2 separate regions of the Anas platyrhynchos genome follow, and region 1 is linked to region 2. Evidence: chromatin contacts called from public Hi-C data. All regions are on one chromosome and are shown on one strand. The core of a region is the stretch at or near the end of the contact, and the rest is flanking DNA. Distances in the headings are between cores, read along the strand shown. Region 1 overlaps MED12L (mediator complex subunit 12L). Region 2 overlaps MED12L (mediator complex subunit 12L).

Evidence for each region. Hi-C and Micro-C count contacts between places; a contact is called where the count stands out from the background.
Region 1: a Hi-C map of liver shows a contact between it and region 2, with 4 times the contacts expected there. The contact joins two enhancer-like sites. A contact is called at or near these places in 3 of 8 Hi-C or Micro-C datasets (liver, skeletal muscle and subcutaneous adipose tissue).

What each region holds. Positions count from the first base shown.
Region 1 is chr9:664,012-670,884 of IASCAAS_PekinDuck_T2T, forward strand. MED12L (mediator complex subunit 12L) reads left to right here. Exons shown (of 43, transcript XM_072042606.1): 40 at 98-254; 41 at 1,124-1,201; 42 at 5,409-5,490; 43 at 5,927-6,653. The coding sequence ends at 5,979. Among named protein-coding and RNA genes, the nearest start is that of IGSF10, 20 kb to the right of the region's middle. Within about 2 kb of position 4,215, at least 2 of the 8 cell types and tissues checked have an H3K27ac peak or open chromatin away from gene starts, as enhancers often do.
Region 2 is chr9:602,751-610,081 of IASCAAS_PekinDuck_T2T, forward strand. The region is part of intron 14 of MED12L (mediator complex subunit 12L); the gene reads left to right. All of the region lies in intron 1 of GPR87 (G protein-coupled receptor 87), which reads right to left. Among named protein-coding and RNA genes, the nearest start is that of GPR87, 6.0 kb to the right of the region's middle. Within about 2 kb of position 2,466, at least 4 of the 8 cell types and tissues checked have an H3K27ac peak or open chromatin away from gene starts, as enhancers often do.

The DNA.
Region 1 (6,873 bases), core at 2,965-5,464, 63 kb after region 2:
CTGATGTTGTACCTTGTAGTTGAGTACTCCTAGACTAACTTTTTGCTGTTTACAAATGGAGTACAATTCCTTTTTTATGTTATTATTTTTCAACCAGATTGAGCCATCAGCCTTTGCAGCCAAATTCATTGATAGGAGGGGGACTGGACAGTGCATCAACCACAGGTCCTCATCCAAACCTGAACTCGGCACAGCTGCCTCAGGAGCAAATGCGACAGAGGCAGCAGCAGATTCGACAGCAGAGACTCTTCCAGGTGAGAGACCCAACTGCTCCAAAGGCAAGGGTTGCTTCATTGCAGGGAATGTAAACATCACTGTAGCAGGGGATGGAGTTACTGCCTCACTTGTGCATTCAAGTTTAAAGTAGAGGAGCTGGCTGCTGTTAATCCCAACTGGTTTCACTTGAGTGCAGTAATTTATTGCTTATATCTGGGACTTCCAAAAGAGACCTCTAGGCATACGTGTGAAAATCAGTACTTCAGTTTTTCAGGATAGTAGAACGCTTTTGGAAAAGGTAAATTTGAGAATAGCCTAGCTGAATGAACTGGGACAAAAGCAGTGGTTATGCTCTATCTACCCTCTTGGGCCTTATATACTGAAATTAAATTGATAATTAAATTAAATAGACCTGTTTGTTCTATTATCTTTATTCTGATTTGATGATATATTTTTAGTTTGGAGGGAAGCATTGGTTTATCAGCTAAGTATGTAAGGCTTTTCCCAGGGGAAGTAAATTATATTAAAAATTCTTCCCGTGCCCTTTGATGGTTGGAATTATTTTCATATTCTCATTTTAATGCAATAGCTATCTGTGCCAGCTCTTGTCAAATGATAAGGCATTTTGTCTAGATTTTTTTGACATAATAAACAAAATATACCAGCTATTTATATATTTTGTATATTAAAAATGGCCTCGTGAGCCTTGCTGTGGCAGAAGATGAACAGAACTGGAGCGCTGTGAGGTTCATCTCCCACATGGGGCCTCCAGTGACCAGTGCTGTAAGCAAGGCCAGATCCCAGCCTGTGAAGCAGTCACAGAAAGCCATCTGGCTGGGCTCGTGGTGGTTCCCTGAGGCAGTGTGCGAGCAGCAGCACCCTCGTTTCAACACCCTCCTTCTTCCAGTTGCAGCAGGGGCAGCAGCAGGGCCAGCAGCAGCCACAGACGCTCGGTCTCCAGCCCGTGCAGCCGCAGCAGCCCTTGGTAAGCAAACGTGAGGCTGGGGGCAGGCGTAGCACAGGGTGGGCTTTGTCGCTTCTGTGACGGGCAGCGGGACAGGCAGCTGGGACCTGCACCTCGCCTGTCCCGGGCAGCTTTCAGCACAGGCCGTGGGCAGGGGGCTTGTGCACTGCCCTGCTCAGCCCCTGCAGCATGGCTGGGTGGCTGCTTTTCAGAGGTGCTCCTTCCAGGGCTGCAGTGTGCAGCTGCCCCCTGCCCTTCTGTGCTTCACGCAGCCGTGCAGTCAGAACCGTTACCACAGCTGGGCCAGCTATGGCCAGGTGTTCTGCTGAAAAAAGGATGTGTGTGTGTTGGGAAGGGGGAGCGGTTCAAACGCTTCATTCCAATGCATCTTTTTGAAATTACGCTAACAATATTGAACGAGAGCTAATGGTTGAGATCCCAAGCAATAAAATAACTACCCATAGCAGTTCTTTAGAGAAGTGCTTGGGGATGCAGTTACGAAATGAGTACTGGTGCTTTTCTAATTCGGTACATCTCTTTTCCATCACCAGTAAAACAAGCCTGATGAGACTAGCTGCCTTAGGTCTGTGTGCGAGTTCAAAGAGGGAAAAAAATGAGAGGTTGTGAAATCATCCTCACCCCTACTATTAAGGCATAAATAAATGATTATTTTTAAAATCTGGTACAGAACCAAGTACTGTAAGACTCACTGAAAAGTCAGGGATCTTTTCCTCTGGAAGTGTAAGGACTTAGTTGTCCCACAGCAGCAAGATAAGGTGAATTAACATCTTACTTCTGCAGGATTTTTTTTTTCATTTATAATTATTGTGCTATGTGTTTTTACAAGCGTTATCATAGTTAAAAAAAAAAAAAAAAAGTAATAATGAATAGCCCTTGCTAGCTAATAGCTTGATGAGAAATACACAGTTGCTGCTGATGCCTGTAAATGGGTGGATTTTTATGTCTTTGTATTGAAGGCTTTTAAGGTGAACACAGGATAACGTGAGGCTATTTGTGGGAGAAGTTTTTGCTGTAACGCTACGAAAAACATTCACTGTGAAACATACGGTGCTGGTTGTCAGCATTGTCCTGTGTTGCCAGGCTTGTGCTGTGTTTGTGTGAGCATCCGCACTCCCTCTGGTGTTGGCTGCGGATCGCGGCTGCTCCACTGCCGCCAGGCTCCTGCCCCTGCCTTAATTCAGTTCACAATGGCTGTCGGTGACTTCAGGCCTTTGATATTTAGGTTGTAATGCTAACATTTTTGGGGGGAGAAAAATAAAGGGTTATATTGTTTGAAGGTCCTTTTAAATTAAATGCTTAGTCATATAAGAGAGCTGCATGAAGGCAATTGTACAAACAAACTTATTTTTAAGACATTCCTTTAGGCTGAACTGGAGCCTTTCATAGTTTTTTGTATGATTTTGCTAAATCACTATCGCTACCAAATAACTTCTATGGATGCTTACACTGAATTTGCAGTGCTGCTGTCCATGTTTTCTGTACTTTGTCATTTTTTTCAGATGCATTTAAGGTAGTTGAGGATAATTAGAAAAAGGTTGTTCTAGAAAAATGGAAAAATTGGAATTGCTAACTGCTGAGTTTACAAGCATCAATCAATACAATCTTACGGAGAAACTGGAAGGCAGCATGTAGGTGCAGGAGTAAGGATAAATGAAGGATGTTTATCTGATAGCTATTGAAGGATTATTTACATCCGTTTTTGAGTTTTTCCTAATAGCTTTTTTATCTTGAACAAACTGCATGTGAAAGGCTGTCTGTCGTGGAGACAGAGCACCTGCCTGGCTGCTGGCTGGCTTTTCCAACACTTAGCACAGCAGGATGCTTTTTGCTGGTTTCACGTCCCTGAGAAGCCCTGGTACAGTTAATGCTTTTGACTGACCTCAGCATTTACTAAGAACTGTTTGCCAGAAGATTACACAATGTATTTTAAGTAAAGGATTTGGTTTCAGAAAGGGAAAAGAAGTTGAAGTCTTACTAAAACACTGAAAAGTCCCTTCAGTAACCAGGAAGTTTCACTGAAACAAAGCACGGGTGTATTCTTTAGGGCATGTGATGGACAAGAGTATCAAATATTTTTATTCAGTACATCAGTTTTTCAACGTGGTTGGATATGTTATTATGCAGAATCTGTGGATGCCGTATTTAAAAACAAACAAAACCCGCTACTTAATTAGAAGCGGTGTCCTTCCACCATATCCAATGAGAAGGAAAGTTACAGGATGTGGGAATGGACCGAGAGAAGAGCTTAGAGGCCCTGAAGATAAGTAATACAATAAATGGTGCTGGTTTGTTTTCAGCACTAGCATAGCAGCATCTCATTCATCACGATTTTCCTCCCTGGAGTATGGAAGTGTGAGGGCCTTGCCTTTGGCTTTCTGTCCTTGGAGAGCCTGAAGGTAACTGTTACACAGATATCTCTTTCCTAGAGGTGACACGTGGGTTTTCAGAGGGAATAAATGCCTCTTGTGTATGCAAAGCTTTTGCACCAGAGGTATCCATCCTAACCGTACCTTTGCTTCAGATGGTCTGTGCCAGATCTGTCCATCATAACTCAGTACTGTGACACCTGTCTGTCTGATCAGTAAGTTAGTAAAACAGAATGATTTTCTCCTGAACGGCAGGTAGAGGTGTTAAAAACAAAGTGGTGCTTCTTTTCCTACCTAGGCTTACATGAAAAATAGACTGTTGTCTAGCTAGGGAATAATGCAGGCTGTCAGACAGACCAATTAGAGATTAAATTCTGCTTTGATGTAGATACAGATAGTGTGCAAATTGGTGAAAGTCGGTGCGTTTACACCAAGGGTGCTTTTGAAGCGATCGAAGTCATGATTTACTTCATTAACAGCAGATTTCTTTGGATGCTTTTTGTGTCTAATTCCACTGTGCTTAGTGGCACATGCTGTGAGGGCTTTGCCTTGATCCCTGTGGGTTTCAGGTCAGGGTCAGAGCGATGAGCGGTTTGCTCCGCGGATGAGCGTGCTCAGCTGGGCGGGCACCAAGCAGTTCCCATTCCTCTGGAGCCAAGAATCAGGCACGCAGCTACAGCCCTGCAGCGGACCAAACAACCTCTGCCTTGTGCTTATCCCTCCTGTTATCTGAAGTGCCACTGACCTGGGAGAAACGTTTTTTTGGAAGCTTAAGTTTCTTTTGAGCATTACACTTAAAATACTTGCAAGTGTTTAAAAATGCCCACAAGGCTGTTAATTTTGATTAGCAGTTTTGATTTGCCTTAGCTTTGAACAAAGCAGACAGTAAAGCTGCTTAAAGTGACTTGTGGGATGAATACTGGCCTCTCCAGAGCTGGAAAAGATGAGCTTTTTGTAACAGAGACTGGACACACGTGATACCTACAACATCATTGGAAAAGTGTAAAATTTCAGGGAATGAAAACAAACATTTTGTAAGTTTTAAGTGTGCTCCACGTGTCCTTACTGTGCCGTTAAAATTTGGTCAGGATCTGCATCGAAGGCAGGTCTGCCTTTCTTCTGCTGGCCTCTACCTGCGCTGTCAGCAGCTCGCATGCTCGTGTTTCCTCCTGGGTTAGGTGACTGAAATAGCTCCTCACTACAAGGCCCGGCTGGAGCAGCTGCTGTAAGATCAGGACATGAGCATCTGTGTTACTGCCTCCTGTGAAGCATTTGCTCTTCCCGGGCAGCAGCAGCTTTGGGGCTGCCTCCTGTTCGCTGCCACCTCCCCAGCACTTCTCTGCCGCTGCTCAGCCTCATCGCCACGCGGTTCTGTGAGTGCTGGCAGAGGAGCAAGGCAGGAATTTTTTAAAAGACCCAGAGAAGAAAGTAGTTTTGAAGAAATGCTGGGATCTTCTCCTGGTGGTGTCAGCCTGGAGGTGGATGGGATGGGTCGTGGTGTCCCAGTGACCTGCAGTGCCAGCAGTGGTGCTCCTGTGCCAGCCCTGCCAGGAGCTCGGCAGTGCAGCTCTCAGGAGGGCACTGGGGCAGCTGCTGAGGAGGGTTTTCTGCTCACTCAGTGCCGTGTTTGATGCCTATCACAGCCCTGCTGGAGAAGGTGGGGGGCTGACCCCCAGACATCCTTGTGCTGGGGACACACAGAGCTGTGTCCGCCAGCACCGTGACTGTTCACGGCTGCACTTCTGTAACGTGTTAAGGCACAAGTTGAACACTTTTTGCTGTTACTTGACGTGCCACTTACGCTATGCTCCTTTCTTCCATCTTTCTGATTACTTCAGCAGTTTCCACGGCAAGGCTTACAACAGACACAGCAGCAGCAACAGACGGCGGCACTGGTCAGGCAACTCCAGAAGCAGCTCTCTAGTAAGTAGGAGTCTGTGCATACACGTGTGTGTGTCTGTACCGGGGCATGGAATTACTTTTCTGGAGACAGTCTGCCTGTTTAAGTCCTGCCATGCATGCGTGTAAGTCATTTAACAGCAGGTTACAGACCCCAGCTGCAATGTAGTAGCACAATTCTGGTGCTTGCACATCCCCTGCACTTCTGTTGGTCTCTGGAGGCACCTGCAGGACTGGTGGCCCCTTCACGATCTGCTGCCCGTTTTGTCCCCTCACTTCCATAGCCATACTGCTGGCAAAGTCCCTGAGGAAATTAGCAAATCGTGCGTGCATTAGACAGGTATATAAGGGAATGTGTTGACTATTACTTGCTATTGCTATGTGAAATATAGGTGTTTTTCTGTATTTTTGTAGAGTACAGTCGTGAGGCACAAACACTTCCCTTTACTTTGTCAACCAGGTAACCAGCCACAACAAGGAGTGAATCAATATGGGCATCCTTCACACTTCTAAATGAAAAAGATGGAAAGGAGACGTAGTGTTACGTTTGCACTGAAGAACAGAACATTCAAATTTCAATGCACTAGTTATTGCTAGAAAGCAAACTTTCGTTTTCTTCTCTGATTTCAATAATTATTTTTTTGTGCTGCAGTTGATGTGAATATGTAACAAGTTTTTTTGGGGTTTTGATTTCCTTTGCATTTAATTAGATTTAAATGTAGGGATGTGTGGGCCTACTTGAAGAATGTTATTGCAGATTTTATGAATTTGGTGCTTTTTAGGTCCTGTTACTTTTAAAGAGGACAAAGAATGCTGGATTTATTTATTTGTGGGAAACACTTTCTTGTTATTCTTTTTTTTTTGTTGTTGTTATTTTTTAAGAACTGCACTGGACCAAACTACTGAATTGAAAGGCACTTCCAATTTTGGCATAGAAGTTGATTTGTTCATTAAAATATTCACATCTTTGTTTAATGGTAGAACAAGTGTTAATTTAAATTGTATTCATTTGACTGTAATTTTCATATGCACTTTATAAAGTTCTTTGTTTAAAGTAACAATTCTCTCTCGCTCTCATTGTGGTCAGAAGGTGCTGAAGTGGGTTTATTGCTTGTATTAGAACCTCTTAAAATTTATATTAAAAGCCACAATGTAATGTTAATAAACCTACTAGAAGTAGCAGTGTATTTTCATATTTGGTCCTTTCAATATAAAGTTCATTGGTGATCAGTTGAAAGAGTACAAAACATAGTAACAAGGACTGAGCAGTCAGAATAGGTTTTACTCTGCTCATGTAGGGCAGCCTCCGAGTGCTGGTAAAGCCTGACGGGAGACAACTCTGTATCTCGATGGGTTCAGTAAGAATATCTCATACGAGGGTTCACAAGGAGAGGGTGGAAAAGCCAC
Region 2 (7,331 bases), core at 1,216-3,715:
GGCTCAGAAGTCCAAAGGTGTTCAGTTTCCCATCAGAGCCTATCAAGCTAAGGAGTTCTGTGACAGAGCACATTAAGTAGCATGGCTTTGTTATTTACACTGGTACGGTGAGAGATCAGGGCTCAACTGAGTCAAACCTGGTGTATCCCTAGGCTCTGAGAGCTCCAGTTCTGATAAAGACCACTGGATTGTAGACTTGAGGAACTAGATGAAGGTCATCACCTATGGAGAGTTCACAGTTTTTCACATAGGACCATAAAGGTTGGAAAAGACCTCCAAGATCATCTGGTCCAACAGTCCCCCTACCGCCAATGTCACCCACTAAGCCATGTCCCCAGGCACCACGTCCAACCTTTCCTTGAACATCCCCAGGGACGGTGACTCCAGCACCTCCCTGTGCAGCCTGTCTCAGTGCCTGACCCGTCTCAGTGCCTGACTGCTCTTTCTGAGAAGAAATTTCTTCTTATTTCCAACCTAAACCTTCCCTGCTGCAACTTGAGGCCATTCCCTCTGGTCCTAGCACTAGTTACATGTGGGAAGAGGCCGACCCCCAGCTCCCCACAACCTCCTTTCAGGTAACTGTAGAGAGCAAGAAGGTCTCCCCTGAGCCTCCTCCAGAATAAAATGTTCTCTTGGAACGGTGAGTGAAGAGTGTCTTCTCTTCAAAGAAGAGAAGGTATTTTGTAATTGTTCACTGATTATGCACTCCGATAGAGGGATTTTCACGTGTTTGAACGTGTTATTTCTGTGCTGGATAAGGTTGGTTTTTAACTCTTTGTCCAGTTCTTCACACACTTCTTCTGACCAGTTTCATCCTAACCGCGTTTCTCCAACGTCGTGCCTCACGCTTCCATACAAATGTGTTCTGCTTGGATCCTTAGAAGCTGCTCCTTTATTCAGGTAGCTTTTTAAAGCAGAATACCTATTACTTCTTGTCATTTATATATTTGGTTGGTTGTTTTTTCTATAATTTCCCTAAAGGCTGTCAGCTACAGCAAATACAGGTTAATTACATGCTGTTTTACAGATGAGGTAATCCGCCACTGCTAATGTTGATAGACTGGTTTATATGCATGACTGATAGAGCCTCAGATGAGAAATGAAGCAATAGGCTGAATGGCATATTTCAGTGTCATACGGGTACAGAATGACTGCATGGTTTTGCTGATGACTAAGGCTTTGAGTTGCCTCACTATTTAAAGAAATTCTGTATCCTCAAATCTAATTATTCTTCCTTTATCTCTTACTTGCAACTTCTCAAAAATTAGAAAATTCTCTTTGTGAACTTGAACGAATATTCTAGCTCATAGGGCTGTGGAGTTTTAAGTTGTGTTTATTTAAGCACCTAACTTCTTGGTGTGTCACTCCTTGCCAGTCTGCATTTGTCAGCCTAAAGTCTGGTAAATGGCAGAATTAAAGCAAGCATTAGAAATGTGGGGCAGTTTATTCAATTTGTACTTGGCTGGCTGCAATTATTTTCTTTTCTGTTGCCCATCAGAACCAAATCACTGACAGTTAATTGTAAAGATTTGTGGAAAAAAATACACTGGTGCAGGCTGCAGTGTACTTGTGCACACTGCATCTGCAAGCTGGCAAGTGGCAGGTACAGAGCCTGTGCACAGGCTCCCTTGGGTATGTCCAGCCACTCCTTGCCTGCATCGCTTGGGCAAGCCTTAATGTTATTTCTTCTCTTCTCTAGTATTTCTCTGCTATTCTCTTCTGCCGTGCTACTGGCATCAGCGTGAGTGCTGGTGGAGCTCACGTGGTGCGAGGGCACCCACCAGGCAGGCTGCTGCTGCCCATGGCACTGCTGCAAGGAGCTGGGCGCTGCTGGGTGCTGCCCGCTGCGTGGGCAGGAGGCACCGGGCACAGGCTGAAGCACGAGGCTGCAGCTGAGCTTAAGGAGTCACTGTTCTGCGGTGAGGCCGGTCAGATGCCAGCACAGCGTGCTCGGAGAAGAGGTGGAGGAAGATGCCAGGCAGTGGGTGCAGCTGCCCCTGCCTGAGCAGGGCCAGCCCCGGGGTCTCTGGGGACCCACCTCGGCTGGTTTCTAATTTGGTGATGGGGAGCTGGGTTGCTTGCTGCTGCCTGCCGGCCAAGGGCTGAGTGAGCAGTGGTGCTGCCGCCAGCTGCCTGCCTGGGCCAGCTGTCACGGGCTGGCCACTGCAGCCTGGGGACTGCTTCGGGGTGGGCTGGCTGGGAGGGAGTTGAAAGCAGCTCTCCTCAGGGAGCCCTCGTTGGGGTTTCGTGCCCCTGGGGGCCTGCTGGCAGAGAGGCGTGCCAGCTGTGTCTGCTGGTTCTCCGTAAAGCAGAAATGTTGCTGCACCTAGCCAACTGGATTGCAAAGAGGCAATAAGAAGGTACAACCGTCTTCAACTGTGCCGTCTGCTTAGTCATACCCACAAACAGGAACCAGTGCCTTGGCTCAGAAGGTTTCTTGTCTGCCTTAGTATCTAATAGAAAACCCCCTTCTTGGTTTTCAGGTTCCTCCTTGCACTTCCCCCTCCATCCCAGACTTCTCTCTCACGGGTCTCTGAACAGCAGCACATCCCGTCCCCAGCCCAGCTGTGCTGAAACTTGCTGCCTGTCTGCCTTCAGCCCGTGGCAGAGCTGCGTTCTGACCGCCTGTCCTGCCCTACCCAGCGGTCTCCAATAAAAGACAAGCGACAGGAGTGGTTCGGGAGCAGAGCTGTCCCGTGGCAGGCTGTGCCCAGCACTGTGCTGACACCTGCTCCGGGGGCAGCCGTCCCCTCACGTGGCCAGCGGGCACTTCCTTCTCCGCGGTCACTTAGCTCAAGAGTTGGCCCTGAGAAAAATTCTGTCAGCTATTCTTGTAAACTGCAGAGCTTCCCACTCGCAGTCACTTACTCAAGTTTGGGTTTTAGTCTTTCTTAAGCCTTTGTACATGAAGGTAAAAGTACCATGCGTATGCCCAGCCAGTTTCTGTAGCAGAGGACAATCTTGTGCCAAAGAGGAACAAAGGTCTGATTCTAAGCCGTGCAGGTGCACATCTCAAATACTGAGCGAGACGTTTTCCTTGGTTTTGGTCAGTGTAACTTTGTGAAGCAGATGTGCTCAGCTTTGCGGGCACTCAGGTCAATTATGCTTCTCTTGGGATTTTTAATCTGCTACACTCGAAAATTGGGAGGGAGGGTGACAAGATTCTAGGTATCAGTTCTTTGGTGGCCACCACTTTGACCGCCATTTCTAAAGCAGCATTGTATGAAGTGTAGTGCTAAAATTTGTTTCTCAGGCTGCGGTTGCTTTACATGAAGGTTTAGGAGAGAACTGCCAACAAAGGTACCCCACTGGGCAGCTGGTAAATGGCTCTTGGTGGCAGAGGAGTTAAGTGTTGCAATTATTACTATTATTATTATTTTTTATGTGAAAATGAAGAAGACAATGCCATGATGGCAGAGTTGGGATAATTAATGTTTTTTCAGTATGGCAGCCTCTAATTAGGAAGGAGGAAAGGATTAACCCTGGAGTGTTTCCTTTGTTTCTGTCAAGAAGATGCTGCTGATGGTTGCTTCTGGTTGCGCAAAGCCTGCTGATAGTAGAAGCTGTGCTGTAGCCCTGTTAAGTTACTTTCTCTGAACCCCTGCTAAGACTCTGCCATGCAAGATCCAGCTTCCACTGGCTGCGCTCTGAGCAAGGCTTGTTGCGGTGGCAGTCCTGAAGCTGAGCAGCACAGTCCCAGCCTCTCCCCCAGCACCACCACTGGGTTGCCCTCTGCCTGTGCATCTCTTCTCCTGGTCCCTGTCACAGTCTCCTTTGTTTGTCTGGCATTTGCTTTTCAGCTCCTGAAAAAAACAACCCATCTTTTTGGCTCTCTTAGTGTCTTTGTCCTTGTGCTGGCTGCCTTGGATCCATTCCCTCACCACACCACACGTCTTAGCTGATCTCTCGCATCGTGTCAGCATCTGGATGGCAGTGATGAGTATGAAGCTGGAGACAGTTTCATCCTTTCCCTTCCTGTCAGCAGCTTGTATGTGCTTTTCCTTTCAATTGTCCTTCCTAGGAATCCATGACCATTGTGCTGATAGCTGTAGAAATCTTTTTTTTTTTTTTTTTCCCCTTCCCCCTCTCTATTAACTTCTCTCATTTCATTTGTGTTCGGGTAAGAGAAGGGCCCCCTTTACAGAGTCACAGAATAGGTGAGGTTGGGAAGCAGGTCTGGAGACTGCTTGTCTAATCCAAGTCCCTGCTCAGAACAGCCCGGGAGGCTCTTGGCCTGTTTTGCTGCAAGGGCACTTTGCTGGCTCAGGTTCAGCTTGTCTACCAGCTCATTCTCTGCCCAGCTGGGTGCCCCAGCATGTCCCAGTGCTTGGGGCTGTTCCTCAGGGGCAGGACTTTGCATTTCCCTTTGAACTGCAAGAGGTTCTTGCAGCCCATTTCTCCAGCCTGTCCTGGTCCTGCGTGGCAGCACAGCCCTCTGGCGTATCAGCCGGTCCTCCCAGTCTGGTCACCTGCAAACTTTGTCCCCTTTCCATCCAACTGGATCGCCATTCTTTTGCTGCGTGGAAGATGCAGTTTTTAGTCCCTTGCCAGCTCACGTTTCTAGTCTTCCCTTCCAAGGGGGAGGCCAGAAGCAGGTTCACATTTACATGTACTTTCCCAGAATAACTTAAACTTTTCCCTCTTTTAATCTCTTCACAAGTCTCTCCCCCAGCCCTTCTATTCCTGTTCTGCTTGTGTTTCTGTGGGCTCTGTTCTTGGCACAACAGGCAGCCTGGAAATTTTTGTCAGTTAATTTCCTTTAATTCCATGGGCTGTTCCTTACTTGTCCTATACACTTTATTATCCTGAAGTCAGTCTTTTAAAAGTTTTTTATAAACACAGCAGTTGAGGCGGTAAGCAGTCTGGTGCTGAAGTTTCAGCAGTTGGTGTTTGGGTGGCCTTGAGCTGCCTCCCGAGGAGCAGGCAGGCGGCTGCTCGGCTCGGCGCCGCGGCAGAGCTGGCGTGGGGAGCTGCTGCCGGGCTGCGCAGGCGGCCTCTGCCTCTTCCCGGTGGAGACCGACTTCGGGCTGCAGCTTCTTGCAGGCTAGGCTTTAAGTGTGGTGATTGGCCTTGTGCAATGAAAAACAGTGAGCTGAGAAACTTGAAACTTTAAAAACAGCCAAGATGATGTCCAGGTCTAGAAACAAGAATGAGGATGTGTGATTGATTGCACTGTACCTTCACCTATTGTAGCTCTGGCTATTGCACGCCTGTCTTGTGTCTCAGGTGTATGGGGGATGCTGTGAGAAATCTTGTAGTTAAAAATAAAAGTGCTGGTACATGCGTGTAGGTAATGTCAATCAGTTTTATGTAATTCTAGCCTCACTTTTAGGGATTTTATTTTGCATTGAAACAATTTCTATTATTTTTTAGTATGCAATTCTAATTCACATTGCAAAAGGACAAAAAATTCTCATTTACTGTAGTCAGCTGGGTTTTTCTGTGCCTTGGTGTATATTGCTGTGACATGGGACTAACCATGCCAGCTACTTGCAGCACAACCAGTGTTTCAAAAAGGAAGGAAAAGGACGTGGGGATTTTTGGGTATAACTGGGAGAAATTCAGCCTGTTGCAACCCTGATTTTTCATGAAGTGCTCTCAGCCTGTCTGCCATTCTCAGAAATCAACAGACTGCAAATCCTGGGCATGGTTTCAGTGTGTGGGACCCAGAGAGCTTTTCTTCGTCGCCTGGCCCAGCTGCTTTGCCAGCTCCCGGCCATTCCCTGTAGGGGCAGAGGCCGCTGCTGCGCAGAAGGTGATACAAGGCCAATTTATAATGCTCCCGATCAGTTGTCACTTCCTTGTGTCAGCAACATTTTCCCCATTAAAACCAAGAATTGTAGCATACTGTGATAACTTGTATCTCTTGAGGTTTGGTGTTGGTCAGATGTAGAATCATAGAATCATAGAATCATAGAATATCCTGAGTTGGAAGGGACCCTTAAGGATCATCAAGTCCAACTCTTGACACCGCACAGGTCTACCCAAGTTCAGACCATGTGACTAAGTGCACAGTCCAATCTCTTCTTAAATTCAGTCAGGCTCGGTGCAGTGACCACTTCCCTGGGGAGCCTGTTCCAGTGTGCAACCACTCTCTCTGTGAAGAACCCCTTCCTGATGTCCAGCCTAAACTTCCCCTGCCTCAGCTTAACTCCATTCCCGCGGGTCCTGTCGCTGGTGTTAATGGAGAAAAGGTCTCCTGCCTCTCGACACCCCCTTACGAGGAAGTTGTAGACTGCGATGAGGTCTCCCCTCAGCCTCCTCTTCTCCAGGCTGAACAGGCCCAGTGCCCTCAGCCGTTCCTCGTACGTCTTCCCCTCCAGGCCTTTCACCATCTTCGTAGCCCTCCTCTGGACACTCTCCAACAGTTTCATGTCCTTTTTATACTGTGGTGCCCAGAACTGCACACAGTACTCGAGGTGAGGCCGCACCAGCGCAGAGTAGAGCGGGACAATCACCTCCCTCGACCTACTAGCGATGCCGTGCTTGATGCACCCCAGGACACGGTTGGCCCTCCTGGCTGCCAGGGCACACTGCCGGCTCATATTCAACTTGCTGTCTACCACGACCCCCAGATCCCTCTCTTCTAGGCTGCTCTCCAGCGTCTCATCGCCCAGTCTGTACGTGCAGCCAGGGTTTCCCCGTCCCAGGTGCAGGACCCGGCACTTGCTCTTATTGAACTTCATGCGGTTGGCGATCGCCCAGCTCTCCAACCTATCCAGATCCCTCTGCAAGGCCTTTCCACCCTCATTTGAGTCCACAACTCCTCCAAGTTTGGTGTCATCAGCAAACTTGCTCAAAATGCCTTCTATTCCTACATCCAGATCGTTTATAAAAATATTGAAAAGTACCGGCCCTAAAATGGAGCCTTGAGGGACCCCACTGGTGACCGCCCGCCAGCCTGACGCAGCCCCATTCACCATAACCCTTTGGGCCCTGCCCGTTAGCCAATTGCTCACCCATCGTATGATGTTTTTATTTAGCTGTATGGTGGACATTTTGTCCAGTAGGATCCTATGGGAAACCGTGTCAAAAGCCTTGCTGAAGTCCAAAAAAATCACATCAGCTGGTTTCCCTTGGTCCACCATACGGGTGATCTTATCATAAAAGGAAATCAGGTTAGTTAGGCAGGACCTACCCTTCACAAACCCATGCTGGCTGGGACCAATGACTGCTTTGTCCCCCAGGTGCGCCTCAATACGTTCGAGAACCATCTTCTCCATGATTTTACCAGGCACTGACGTGAGACTGACAGGCCTGTAAGTCTGTGGAAGCCTGCTTTTGGTAATGCACTGCCTGGGTTGTTTGGTTTAAAGAAGGTACTGGGGTAT